Regions from separate parts of the Columba livia genome. Here region 1 is linked to region 2. The links are chromatin contacts, called in public Hi-C maps. All regions are on one chromosome and are shown on one strand. The core of a region is the stretch at or near the end of the contact, and the rest is flanking DNA. Distances in the headings are between cores, read along the strand shown.

What was found. A called contact is a pair of places that touch in the nucleus more often than the background predicts.
Region 1: a Hi-C map of liver shows a contact between it and region 2, with 2.1 times the contacts expected there. The contact joins the promoter of CD9 here to the enhancer-like site in region 2. A contact is called at or near these places in 2 of 2 Hi-C or Micro-C datasets (crop and liver).

Annotation. Positions count from the first base shown.
Region 1 is chr1:142,596,268-142,602,783 of bColLiv1.pat.W.v2, forward strand. CD9 (CD9 molecule) reads right to left here and starts at 3,800. Exons shown (of 8, transcript XM_065034302.1): 1 at 3,617-3,800. The coding sequence starts at 3,682.
Region 2 is chr1:142,561,188-142,567,396 of bColLiv1.pat.W.v2, forward strand. No RefSeq gene overlaps it. Among named protein-coding and RNA genes, the nearest start is that of NOBOX, 22 kb to the left of the region's middle. Within about 2 kb of position 4,169, at least 3 of the 3 cell types and tissues checked have an H3K27ac peak away from gene starts, as active enhancers do.

The DNA of each region.
Region 1 (6,516 bases), core at 2,550-5,049, 35 kb after region 2:
CTCACTCTCTCTCTAAAACTTGGGTTTCTGAAGGCTTCAAAATTAGCAGCTTCTTGAAGTCTGAATTCCCCTTAAAGTAGCCAACCTCTCTTCCCCAATGTCATATCTCCATCTGTACATAAACTTATTATTCTTAAAGAGTCTTCTGCTCTGCCTACTCCAGAGGCACCACGTGTTCAACTCTCTACATAACCTAGAATAGCATAAAAAAAAACAGCCTCAAATACACTGCATTCCAGCCCTCTGGCACTGAGGTAAGTGGTGAACAGGAGGCTTTACCTAATCAAAATGCATTTGTAGTTCTGAAGTAAATGTTGTGTGACCCTCGTAAGTTTGCTTATCAGCACCTGCTGTTCACCACCTTTACACCAATAAGTAAATTCAAGCCTGTGAGGGATTTAGAGTCAAAGATGGTTTAAAAAAAGAGTACATCTCAAGGTTTTCCCCAACCACATCCAGTAAGAGAAAGTCCCACAGCACTTTACTCTTAACACACTTTTATGCCTGGACAGATTACTGTCTGTACGGACTCCCTGAAAGCTCACTGGTAATGATGTAACGAAGAGTAATGTGTTACCTGGGTTTGCTTTTGCAAGTTACACCTAAAGTTCTCTTTTGACTGGCCTTATTATATCTTTGTATTTAATCCACCAGCATTTATGAACCTATATCATTTTCCTTTGGACACAGCTTCAACTATTTGAGAGTCTGTCAATTTTTTTTTTTTAATAGCCTGCTATATCCAGCTGTTTTGTTCTTACTGCTTCCTCTTGCCCTCACTCAAGTCTCCAATGGAGGCAAATAGATGCCACCTAACATGCAGTCTACAAATACATGCAGGTTTACTGCAGACCATTTAAACTTCTCACCTGTTCTTCTGAGGCAACTTATTTTAGAAAAAGGAGGTACTGTGTGAATTTAATCACAGCTTCACAGGACCTCCTAGCTTCTCTTGCTCCAGAAGGTGCATTAAATCTAACTAAATGATTGTCACCATTCCAGAGTATCGCTTGGGCAATAGGACACCACACCCACAGACTATTCAGAAGCAAGAAAATGCTTGTTCCTCCTACTGAGGGCTGTGGGGGGGTACATGTTTCCAAGGCCGAGAGCCAATCACTCATTGTGCCTTAAAGTTTAAAATCCAAATTGCACTCAGGCACAACACTTTTGCTCAATTTATTTCCAATACTTAATGGATTTCTCATGTCTCTGATGTAATAATATCAAAGCCTTCTTTCATACTAGGGTTGTCCCTGTCCTCTAGTGCTGCCTACCCCAAGACACCTTCTCTTTACACTGTGCATTGAAGCCTAAAAGCCTAAAATAGCCCAAGACATTGCTACTTTATTCCTCCACACAGGACACGAAGTTCAGTAACACCATAACAAACTCCCCTCCAACAGTTTTGGTAGGGCACAGATATATGTGCTAAGCTCCAAGAGCCAAGGACTCCTCCAGCTGGTCTACAAACACACTTAACCCTGGCTAACCCCAGCTACTGCATTTACTGCCTCTCAGTGCTTCCAGCTAGTTGCCAGGACACACCAAAAAGAAGCATTTATCTTCCTTCAGCCCTTCTTCCTCTTTTCCCCACATCCTTGCTGTGTTTAGGTGACCAAAGCCATTGCTTGGGAAACACACTCAAAGAGATGCACCCTCATGGCTCCTCTGGGCAGCAGCACCAGCCTACAGGAGATACAATCCCAACTTCTCCTCCCCTCCACTCTATTAAGAGGTCAAGCTTGCATCCATGCTTACTGGGCACTCAAATGTGCAAATAAAGCGTCTGAGTTTTCTTACCATGAAACCCCCAAGCAACAGATGCCTCCCAAGATAAATGAAAAGCCACTCCCTATTCTCAGCCCTGTGCCCTAGATAGGAAAATGGTAGTGCTCACATTAGAAGCATTTTTGAGGCAATGCCTTTCCCACAACAAGCATTCTTGTACTATAAAATAGTTTGTACAAAGTCTGTAGCTTTAAGAAATATATATACGAAACCACAAAGCAAATGATGCCTATTTCCTCCTGTTTCAACAAGAAGTTTAGCACTTTACTGACCCAGAGGTTTCAGCCAGTGTGTCATTAGACTTTTTCTTCTTACCACCAATAACCCTCCAAATATGACCCCCCTGCTCAACCTCCCAGTGAGTCTCAGGTGGCAATAAGTGCTTTTCTGTGCCTTTGTGAAGTTCTCTTGCACAACTTCCCTCAATTGCAGCCCAGTTCCACTGTCTTACTTATGGAAACACATTTTTTAAGTTGAAAGATCACAAGCACTTTATTGCATCTTCTAGTCATCCCACGTGCAAAACTGTAACCGACTCCAGAAGTGGTTTCTTGCCACAGCTCCAACATAATTTCTCCACATCAAAGGGTGAAAAGGAGTCACACATGTATTTCTCCACTGTAGCAGACAGCCAAGAGAAAACTCATTTTTGAACCTAACACTTCACACCTATACATTAGGCACACAAGCAGTTGTACTGCATTCTCTGTGTACTTTTCCATAAGATGGACAATGCGAAATTTAGACGTCAATACCCCAAGTCCTTGAGAAGCAGCCATAACCTCTTAGTTAAGCCACACTTTCTGACCCTGCCTGGCAAACAAGAGATAGCCATGCCAGAAACCACAACGGAGATACAATTTTCACTTGTGGTGTGCTCCTACAGATAAAACTATATTAGCTTTTTCTTTACATGATGCTGCCTAGAAGATCTGAGGCAGAAGCCATGGCTTCAGCTGAGTCTCCTACCAAGCTGAGTTCACATACATGACAACAGTGACCACAAGTGTAACTTGTGAGGAATCAGCTCAGCACCCTCCGTTACAGACTTCGCACCAAAAAAAAGCTACTGAGGAGTACAAACTGCAAGGAAAGTTTCTGTGGGAGCACTGTATGTACTGCTGAGGGGAAAAACTACCTTCACATCTAACATCCCCTGCACACGTTAACAGGCAGGACACGCAGTTTGCCTTATTCTAACCACAGTTCTACAAAAAAAAAAAAAAAAAGAGAGAGAGAGAAAATAAAGTAATAAGATGGGTACGTATCTCACTTAGACACCTCCCGCCGAGAGGGAGGTGACAGGCAGCACATTTAGTGCCGCAACAGGTAACCGGGCGCCGCATCCCCTCTGTGACCGGCCCGGGGACACGCCCGTCCCGCCGAGACCAGGCGGCTCCGGGCCCCGCGGGGCAGGAGGCGCCCGCCCGGAGCGCCCCACCCGGCGACAGGGAGAGCGGCGCGGAGACGCCGCCGCTGCCGCCGCCCTGCCCGGACACAGGTACAGCGACCGCCCCGGGAAGTCCCGGGAGCGGCAGGGGAAAGCCCCTGGAAAGTCAAGGTGGGAAAGCAGGGCCAGGCACCCCTCACCCCCTTCGCCTGGAGAAGAGGAAGGCGTGGAAAACAAGTACGAAAACCGGCATTAAACCAAACAACTAAAAAACCCGAACAAACCACCACTCCCAGTACTTTGCCCTCCCCATGGCTACCTCCCGGGCAGCCCCGCAGGGTTGCGCCGGGCATGGAGCGAGAGAAGAGGCACAGCCCTGCTGCGCCCCAGGCTCCATCTCGGGGGATCCCCTGGGGCCGGGCGCGGGTCCCTCACCCAAAAAATGAAGTTGAAGCCGAAGAGCAGGTACTTGATGCACTTGGTGCCTCCTTTGACAGGCATGGTGGCGGTAGGGACGGTCGCAGCTGGGACACCTCTACCCCACACCACTCCTTAAATCCGTCTCTCCTGCTTCTCTCCCGGGCTGCCCCCTCCCGCGGCTGCCCGGCCCCTTGCCCGGCCCCCTCCCCGCCCCCGGACCGCGCCCCGCCCGGGCCGCCCAATGATCTGCGCTCTCCACAGTCCTGCACCTGCCCCCGCCCCGCCCCGGGAGCGGCCTCCTCACCTCCCCAAACCCCCGCCGGGGCTTGGGCAGGGGATGCGGGGGAGCCCGGGGCGGGGTTTCCCTGGAGGTGGTTTCCCACCCACGGCCCCGCGCGTCCCGGGCACGGGCGTCGCTCTCGGTGTGGGGATGCTCCGTTGCCGCGCCCAGCTGCCGTCCGGGGGAAATAGTTCAGCGCTGTATCAGTGTAACGTGCAGAAAAAATGGGTAGATTGCAGCTGCGTGCGGGGCAATAGTGTGCCTGCTCTTGCGTAGGTTTAGTTTAACTGAAATGCATCACTCTAGTTTAAATGAGTGTTTTCCTGTACAAGATAAATCTACAGCACAATTTAAATGCTTTAATCTTTCATATATGTCTGTACAAAGGTAGAAGCATACATTTTAGGAAAAATTAGGTGGTTTTGGATAAGTTTCAGCCCGCCAACTGATCCATGGTAACTGGTTGTACACGTGCCCTTAAGTCACCCCAGTTGGGAGAGAAAATATGTTAAATTTCAGTGAAGAATTTCCCTTTGATTTTAATGGAAAGCTCTGCACGCAACTTCTGAGTCTGTTAGCTCAGAATGAAAACTGAGGGCTTGTACCTTAATTTAATACAGTGTGACTAGAAATTCAGCAGTTATCAAGAGTCAAACAAACCCTGAGCAGAACAGAAAAGACTTATTGATATGCAAATAAAAAAATGTTGGAGTTACTGTTGCCAAAATAAATGATAAGATAGAGCACATTCCAGAGCTGATATGGTGGAGGAGACTTCGAATTGTACAGCTGTTTCCCAGAGCAGGTTGCAAAACATCAATATATTTTCATTAGAAAACAAGGCAGAAAAATAAAGAGTTAGGAAAAATTCCAAGGTGATTGTGAGTACAAAAGCTTAGCCAAACCAAGAGGCCTCTGCTGCTGCTGCCCTACTGGTAGAAACAGAAAAGCAGAGTATGGGAAGTGTGGCAGACTGTTGTGTTGCTGTTCATGAATCATGCCTGGCTATAGCCAAGCATCCAAGTGGCCTGATGGTCTGAGTGTCTGAAAACAGAAGAGTGGGGAGCCATGGTGTATTAAATAATGCCATCAGTTTTCTGCTGCTCTTAGTTTGGAGTCTCTGAATGGGATGGTAGTGGATGAGCTTGACTCCAGAGAAGAAGGTGTATGGTGCTTAACTCAAAGTAAACTCTGTCTCATGCATTTTGTTTTTTTATATGTCAGTAAAGGAAACCGGAAGGATGGAGGCTGGCCACAACAACATAGATCCAGCAAAGCTGAAATTAGTAAATGCACTTGACTAAACTCTTGTTGTAACTGTAAACCGAAGAAGTGAATGTCCTGTGTCTCACTAGTGATCTAGGACCCATTTTAATATCTGGCTTTTGGGGATTTTTTTTTGTATCTTTGCCATTAAGAATGTATGCCTGTTAATTAATATCAGTAATACAGCTTTTCTTAAGTTTCTAAAGCTAAGTATTAAAGAAAAACTTTGGATAGCCCCCTTCAGCTTTTTATTATTTAGCTTTTCATGCTTACATCACATTAAAGCAACTCCATCAAAATTCATGGGCAGTAACCTTTTGATCATAGGCAAGAAACGGGCTTTTTGGATCAAAACCTCCTGTGAGTTTGTACTTAAAATTAAACTCTCCCCATTCATCCAGGGAATTAATTTATGAAGAACTGAAACACATTGGTGCATTTTTAGTATTCTCAAGAGCATGGGATGAAAATATTTAGAATTTTTGCTTGTGTTGGTTTTTTTTTTGTTTGTTTGTTTTGTTCCATATGAAGGCTCTGGAGAAGACATTCATGTGTCAGTTTTTGAGAGTCTGATGATCTTGTAGATGCATCTCTCTGAACGTACCTGAACTTTTCTGATTATTGGAACAGATAGTAATCAACAGGATTTCTGCATAATAGAAATCACTAATGGAAATTCATGACCCTTCTAGAAGTATTTCAGAATGATTTATTGTTTTAAAACCTTGTATTTACATGGGATAATAGGCCAAAATATTTTGCATAAAATATTTATTATCTACAATTAAAATTGTACTGGATGGTTAAAGAGTTATTTTGTCCTACTGCAACAGCAAAGATCAAACTTGGGATATTGCTGATAAGATGTCTGAGTTTACCAAAAGCCTCTTAAAATTACCTTTTTAATCATCTAGACATGACACTGACTTAGTTTTCATATACAGAGAAGCTGAATTATTTTCTTTTATTTTAACATGAAACTAAATGTTTTGTTTGGACCAATAGTGAAGAGAAGTGTTTGCTTCTCACTGGGAAGTGTTTTCCCCTCAGACTGAGCTATCCAAAGGACCTTGATCCTTTGATTAATATAGCAAGGCAAAGCAAATGGGGGATTTGTCTCCTAACTGTATTAAAGGACGGTAGGAACCACTGGTAAGTACTGAAGAAGTACTGAGGTTCACAGCCCCCTTAACCCATTTTCCACATATTTCTACCTTTACGAATATGTGAAGGACTATTGTCAACTAGCTTGATGCCTTTAACCTTCTTTGCATGAACAATTTTGGATCGTTTACAATGTTTCTTTCAACTCCCTTAAACAGCCAGGCATAAACTATTCAAACCACAGAATGATAAACTACAAAGCTTT
Region 2 (6,209 bases), core at 2,919-5,418:
AGCGTGGTCAAATTTCTGAGATGGAACGTCTTTTGTGTTCAAGCTTTTGGCTAAGATGTGGGCTTCTCCAGGAATAGTTTGAGTGGAGCGGCTTGATATATTTACATGCTTGTACCTTAAACGTGCCAAGTTCAAATTGGTTTGAAGTTTTGAACTCCATTTCTTCCGTATCACTATTAACAGCTGGAGGAAAGGGTGAGTACTTGAGAGTACACAGGTGGCCAGATTCACCCCACTGTGTTTCCACCGACATCGCAGCAAACCCAAGGTTAACCTGCTCCACAGGTACACAGACGTTTTTTTTGCCTGATGCTCCTGCTGATAGAAGCAGTGACAGCCTTTTGCCCTGTGCCAGGCTGCCCATGAAGGTGAAGAGTCTTGCATGGTTGTGTGAGCCTCTCTGGTACACCTGCATGGGCACTTGGGCTCACACCTGCAATACATGCTGTACTAATATCTTGAAATCTCATCAGTCTTCTTGTGCCATTCTCCCTACTGCAACTTACTTTTAGTTGAATTTCCTGTGGGATCTGCTCTAGGTGAATCTGCTTTAGCAGGTGGGTTGGACTAGATGATCTTCAGAGGTCCCTTCCACCCCCAACAATTCTGTGATTCTGTGAATTAGGTACATGTTGCACAGACACTTTGGGTTTAGGCCCTCGTGTGCTTTTATTATGTATTCCCTTTGCATGTTAAGTCCTGAGAAGACTGACTTCATTAGGGCAGCAGGATCAAAATTCAAAATGCCATGGCTTTCTGACTGTGGCAAATCCTCTTCTGAAGTTAAGAATTGTTTTGCCTCTGTATCATAATTGTAATTGGAAGAGCCAAGCCAAGTAGTCAGAATTTTGAAGCACATCAGAATTTTGAAGCATGTCAGACTTGATGCAAACTGTTACAGCTGTGTATGTTATCAAGTATTAATGTGTTCTTGTTTGCTTAATTAAGAGGTTTTATGAGGTAGAAAGTTAAATTGTGGATATGTGTGTTTTTATTGGACTAATTCAGTACCTCTATTGTAAAACTGGAAATGAAAGTGAGAATGTTGTAGCATGTGTGTTTCTGCAGAAGGAGAGGGACTGTAAGGTGTTGTCTGGTTACAAAACATGGCTCTTCAGCAGAGCAGTACATACGTGCACACACTCCCATACAGGTATCTATTCTCTATATTGCATATTTTTAACATAATTACATTGTTAGCCTTCTGTGCCTAAATAGTTCATGTATTAACAAATAAATTTGGCATATTAACCTTTTCCTGTGTGCCTTAGCCAGCAAGTAGGCATTATTTCTTGAAAAAAAGTCCTGGTTTATAGGGTGAAAGCACATAAAACCTCATGAACTAACTGTTCTGCTTTAGTCAAAAAGAGAAATATTTTCTTACAGGCTTCTTAGTTTCTATAAAGCCAGATACATTAGGAAATATCAACATTTATTAAGTTTTGCAGTTGAAATTCCCAAGATATTTTTTCCATTGCTTATTAAAAAGATTGATACAAGTAGCATGAGAAAATAATCTATTGCTGAATGGTAAATATTGATTTTTCTTCATGTTGCTGTGCTAAGCACAAGAACAACACATTAAAAAAAGAATCAAAACCAAATCCATTATCTGATGATGCTGTGCATCTTCTTAGCTAAATGCTGACAAGCATGAAACACCTGTGATACCTCGTTTAGCTTAATAATACTCATACCTTCAGAATTCATGATAAGTCTGCCAGATGAGACTGCAAAGCATGAGATGCACAGCATTAAGTCATCAAAACCAACACTGAGGGACTCCCAGACACATTGCTTACTCTTCTTTAGTGCCTCACATGCCCGTGTCTGTGTGATCCCACCAGAGGAGTGTTGGTAAATATTGAACATTAAACCAACAGCTTCACAGAGAACAGGGATGTGACAGCAGCCTGATAAGAGTTGTTGCTGGAGAAACAAACTGCAGAAAAGTGTTTGATTTTATAGCAAGGCAGCTGTAGATAGCCAGAAGCTTAAAAGTTCCAGTTGTACGTAGGTTTATATGCCACTCTCTTGGGATACTTCTTGTGCCTCTGTGCTTATGAGAGATTTTTCTACAGCACCTACAACAAGGGGGCAAAGTTCTTCCTTCTGTTTCTTTTCAGGAATTTCAAGCAAATGCAAACAAGAGAGAAAGCTGTGTCCAGTTTTACCAGCAAAGTTTATCTCTGGAGTCCACCTTGCTTTCTGGTCCTGGGGCAGAGAGGGAGCCCAGCTCTTCCTGTGCTCTGTGCTACAGCAGGAGGGCTCAAGCAGAAGCACCTGTGTAGTGTTGGGTGGGGGGAAACCAGTCTCCGTTTCTTTATGGGAAGGTGATTTCATCCTTGCCTTCTTCATTCCCTTCAACAGAAAAATCATATGGCAGCTTCCCTGAGAGGCTGGGTTGAGGAGAAGCAGTCTTGTTGTTTGTTTGTGTCTGTTTTTAAATATATTTTTTTATTACAACTATTTTAACATTTATTTTATTTTTATTTTTTCTTTCCCCCCACCTTCCTCTGGGTATGCCACAACAAGAAGTGCCTCAGAGAAGTGGCAGCAGGTTACATCCTGATACACCTCATTGGGTTGGGCAGCCTTGTGTGTTCCCATGTGGGGTCCCACCTGCCTTTGTGGGGGCTTGGGCTGAGGCTGGTCACCCTCCATCAGTGCCCAGGCTCTTCCTTGTGCCACATGCAGCTCCAGAAGATGTCATAAAATCAAAATGCTGTGATACATGGGGATCGGGGGGAGGTGACAGCCTTTTGTTTTGAGCTCCTGTAATCTCTGAGGAGTGCAGAAACCTTGGTGGGAGAAGGTCAGAGAAAAAGGAGAGCACCAAGGGGAGAGAATAGTAAGAAAGAGGGGGAGGAAAAACACGTAAAAGGGCACTTCGCATGATCCTGTTTAGGTGGTGATGGGAATTCTGAGCCTGCAGACAAATCTGGTTCTTTATAAATGAGTTTGTGTCCAGACAACATCCTGCTGCTGGCTCCACCACTGCCTAGCATCTCCTCAGGCTGTGCCCCTGCAGCTTTCATTTCAAGAGCAAATGTGAGCTTTGGGTTACCCGGTTGCCTCATGGTAGCCTGTGCTGATAGAAGGGTAAGGGGGAAACAGGAGGCTTCCAGCCACCACTTTTAATCTCTTTTGGATTTTCATGCTGGGGTGGGCATGCTGAGGCATTGCACACCAGTCCTCTGAGCTCATCTTTCCATTTTGCTGAGGAGCACTTCAATCTGCCCAAAACTGTACTGAAACTGCAGTAGCCCTTCTTGTAAGCCAGTGGCTTCTGGGTACTGGTTAAATCTGAGCCTCTATGAGGGAAGAAGGAATCAAAATAAAGGTTACTCGGAGACCTGTAGTGAGAAGGGGTCCCCATCCCAAGTCCAGGCTCTGTGCTCCTGCATGGGGGTGGGGGGGTGGCTGGAGCACATCTATGGGGAGCTCACAAGGCTGTCATGATGGGCCGTGCCCCAACACCCACCAGCTCCACCTTCCGCAGCTGATGAGAGATGTTCAGTACAGCAAAAATACTCCGTGAAAGCCAAAAGTTTGCATAGTCACTGCCACAGCCCTAGGACTGCACAAATGTGAGCTGTGTGTGAAAAGCTGCAGGCTGCTGCTACCCACCATCCCACACAGGGTGGCAGCCTGTTTCGCTGCCTGGGTTGTTTACACTCGCTCTGTTTGCAACAAAAAAGGCTGTCCCATAATTCATTTCCCATAATTTCTGTTTGCTGTTCTCTGCAGAAGAGTAATGGTTTATTTTTACATCAACCTTCCATTTTGAAAAGCACCTTCCTGTTTGTGTAATGCTGCCACAGTGGCAGAAGAACACAAGCCCTCCCAGCCTCGGAGTACAGGCGAGATGTGACTCTGGCGAAACCCTGCCCGATGCATCTGGAGGCACGCTCTCTGCTGATTCATTTCGTTAATGGCTCAGGAAGAAAAGCCCTTTGTATACAGATGACTAAATAGCAGCCAATGTATCATAAAGCAAAAGGCATTGCCTTTTTTTTTCTCCCCCCCCCTTTTTTTTTTCCTCCAAACTAGGCTTCCCACCCTGCCAGAAGTGCTTTATTGAGTCATTCCATGGATTTTAAATGCTGTTTTGACTTTGCCTACACAAAGAGAGGAAATGGAAAGGGAATCCCCATCTCCCTGGCTCCCTATAGGGGAGCCTCACCCTGTGGTGCCATGCTGCTCCCAAAGGACAGCCTCTGTACAGGGGGAAGCATGAGTAATACTTGCAGGAGTATGCATCTCTACCGCAGCTACAAAGCAACTGAACAAAGGTGGAAAAGCAAGGGTGAAGTGGGATCAGACATGGAAAAGGCACAGGCAGGCAGCAGGAGGGAAGCCCTGGTCCAACAGAAGCAGGAGGCTTTGTGGGCAGGGGGGGAGCCCAGTGGGAACCCCCCGTTGTGTTTGGACTGTCAGCACCTGCTGTGCCAGCCCAGCTGCATGCCGTCACAGCACTCGGTTGGTCAAAGTGGCTCCAAATTAAGAGTGCAGTGAGAAGTGGTCTTAATTCCTCTCTGACTTAATTTCTTGTGAAATTAAAGAGTTTCTGCCCCAAGCCTGAGCCCACCTGGTTGGGTGGATGGGGCAGGAGGTCTGGAGGTATGGGTGAGGGCTCCTCAGGAGATAACACAGCATTGCTCCTCTGCGAGAGGATGCTTGGCTATTTTAAAGTAGAGAGTTTCCAGCAGTGTCACCGATGTTTCTAGAGGAAAGTGATCACATCTGTGAAAACTAGGAGAATAGAGATGCCTCCCATCAGCATGGAGGAAGGTCACCGAGTCCTACAGGTATTTAAAGTATCCTTTTGGCCGATTTCAGTGATGGCCTATTCTGCAGGCTTCGCTTTAGTAAAAGTTGTTTTTAGGAGCATTTGCCCTGGAGCCTCAGCAACTTCCAGTCTGATGGGCAAGTCTCCTCCCATGGGCAAAGCTCTTGGTAAATAAATGTGCTGGACACAGTCTAGACCAACACCCTCCCTCTTTGCCCTGCCCAAACTGAGGGACTGTAAGCACAGAAAATAAAAGAGGAGGAGGAGAGGGAACTCCCTGTTCTGCTCCGAAAAGTGACTGCATAAATGTGATGCTGCCCAGTAAAATACTAAAGTAAGAGTTTTTTCTGCTTAACCTATTGGATCTGAAAAGCTCAGCTTAGCCAGGGGAAAATGAGCAAGGCGCTCTGAGCCCACACATCACAAAATAAATTAAGTTTCTGGTTCAGGAGCACCTTTTGCCCTCAAAGGTATTTGCACAAAATTAGCCACAACATAGTTTCACTCACATGAAAAGGAGCTGCTATCTGGAGAGGGTGCAGAGGCATGCATGGAATTTGCTGGGGTTTTTTTAGTGGCAATTACATACAAAATGGAAAATATCCTGCTTGAAACAGAACTGGCAGGCAGAAAACAAAACCTGACTTAGAGACTTTACACAGAGTGTAGCTGATGTGCTGCCAGTGACAGGCAGTAGTATAAGGGCCTTGCATAGTCACTTTTTAAGTGGTAGAACAGTAATTTAAAGATCGTAAATGTTTCACCTCAAAAATGTAGAAAATTATTTCACTTAATAGAGCTGAGCATTCAGAAATTAGGAAACTCTGCTATGAAGGTGTAACTTTTATTCATTCTCTTTTGTGCTTATGCATATGTGATCTTGTAATAAAAGACTATTTTTATCTTATGGCTTCTGTCTCAGCCAGTGAGTAGGTAGACAGCAATTTGGATTATTTAGTCTTTTCAGCCAGTGTGTGACTGAGGCCATATTTACTCCATGTAACCTTAATTCCTCACTTAGTTGTTAATAATTTCCAAAAATGTTTAAATTCAGAAATAGGTGCTGGCAATGGACTGAGACAATAGAGCCATAATTCTTCAGGAGGTGTGATGTTTTGCAGTCCATGACACTTGTAGACTTCAACTGCTGTCATGTGAGCCCAGCAACCCAGCAAATCTAAAAACACTTTACCTAGTACACTCAGAAAGTGAGGAATACAGTAAGAGCCCAACTGTGTGACTTGCCCCACATCACTTTGGGACTGAAACAGGACAACATTAGTCTCTTTTCATCACAAGACTTTTCTTTCTCTTCCTTGATTTGTTCATTAGCACCTCCAATCTCCTGCCAAAAGGGAAATACAGATCTTGTAGATCTGTATCACAATTCATGTGTACATGAATTAGAGGTTTCCTC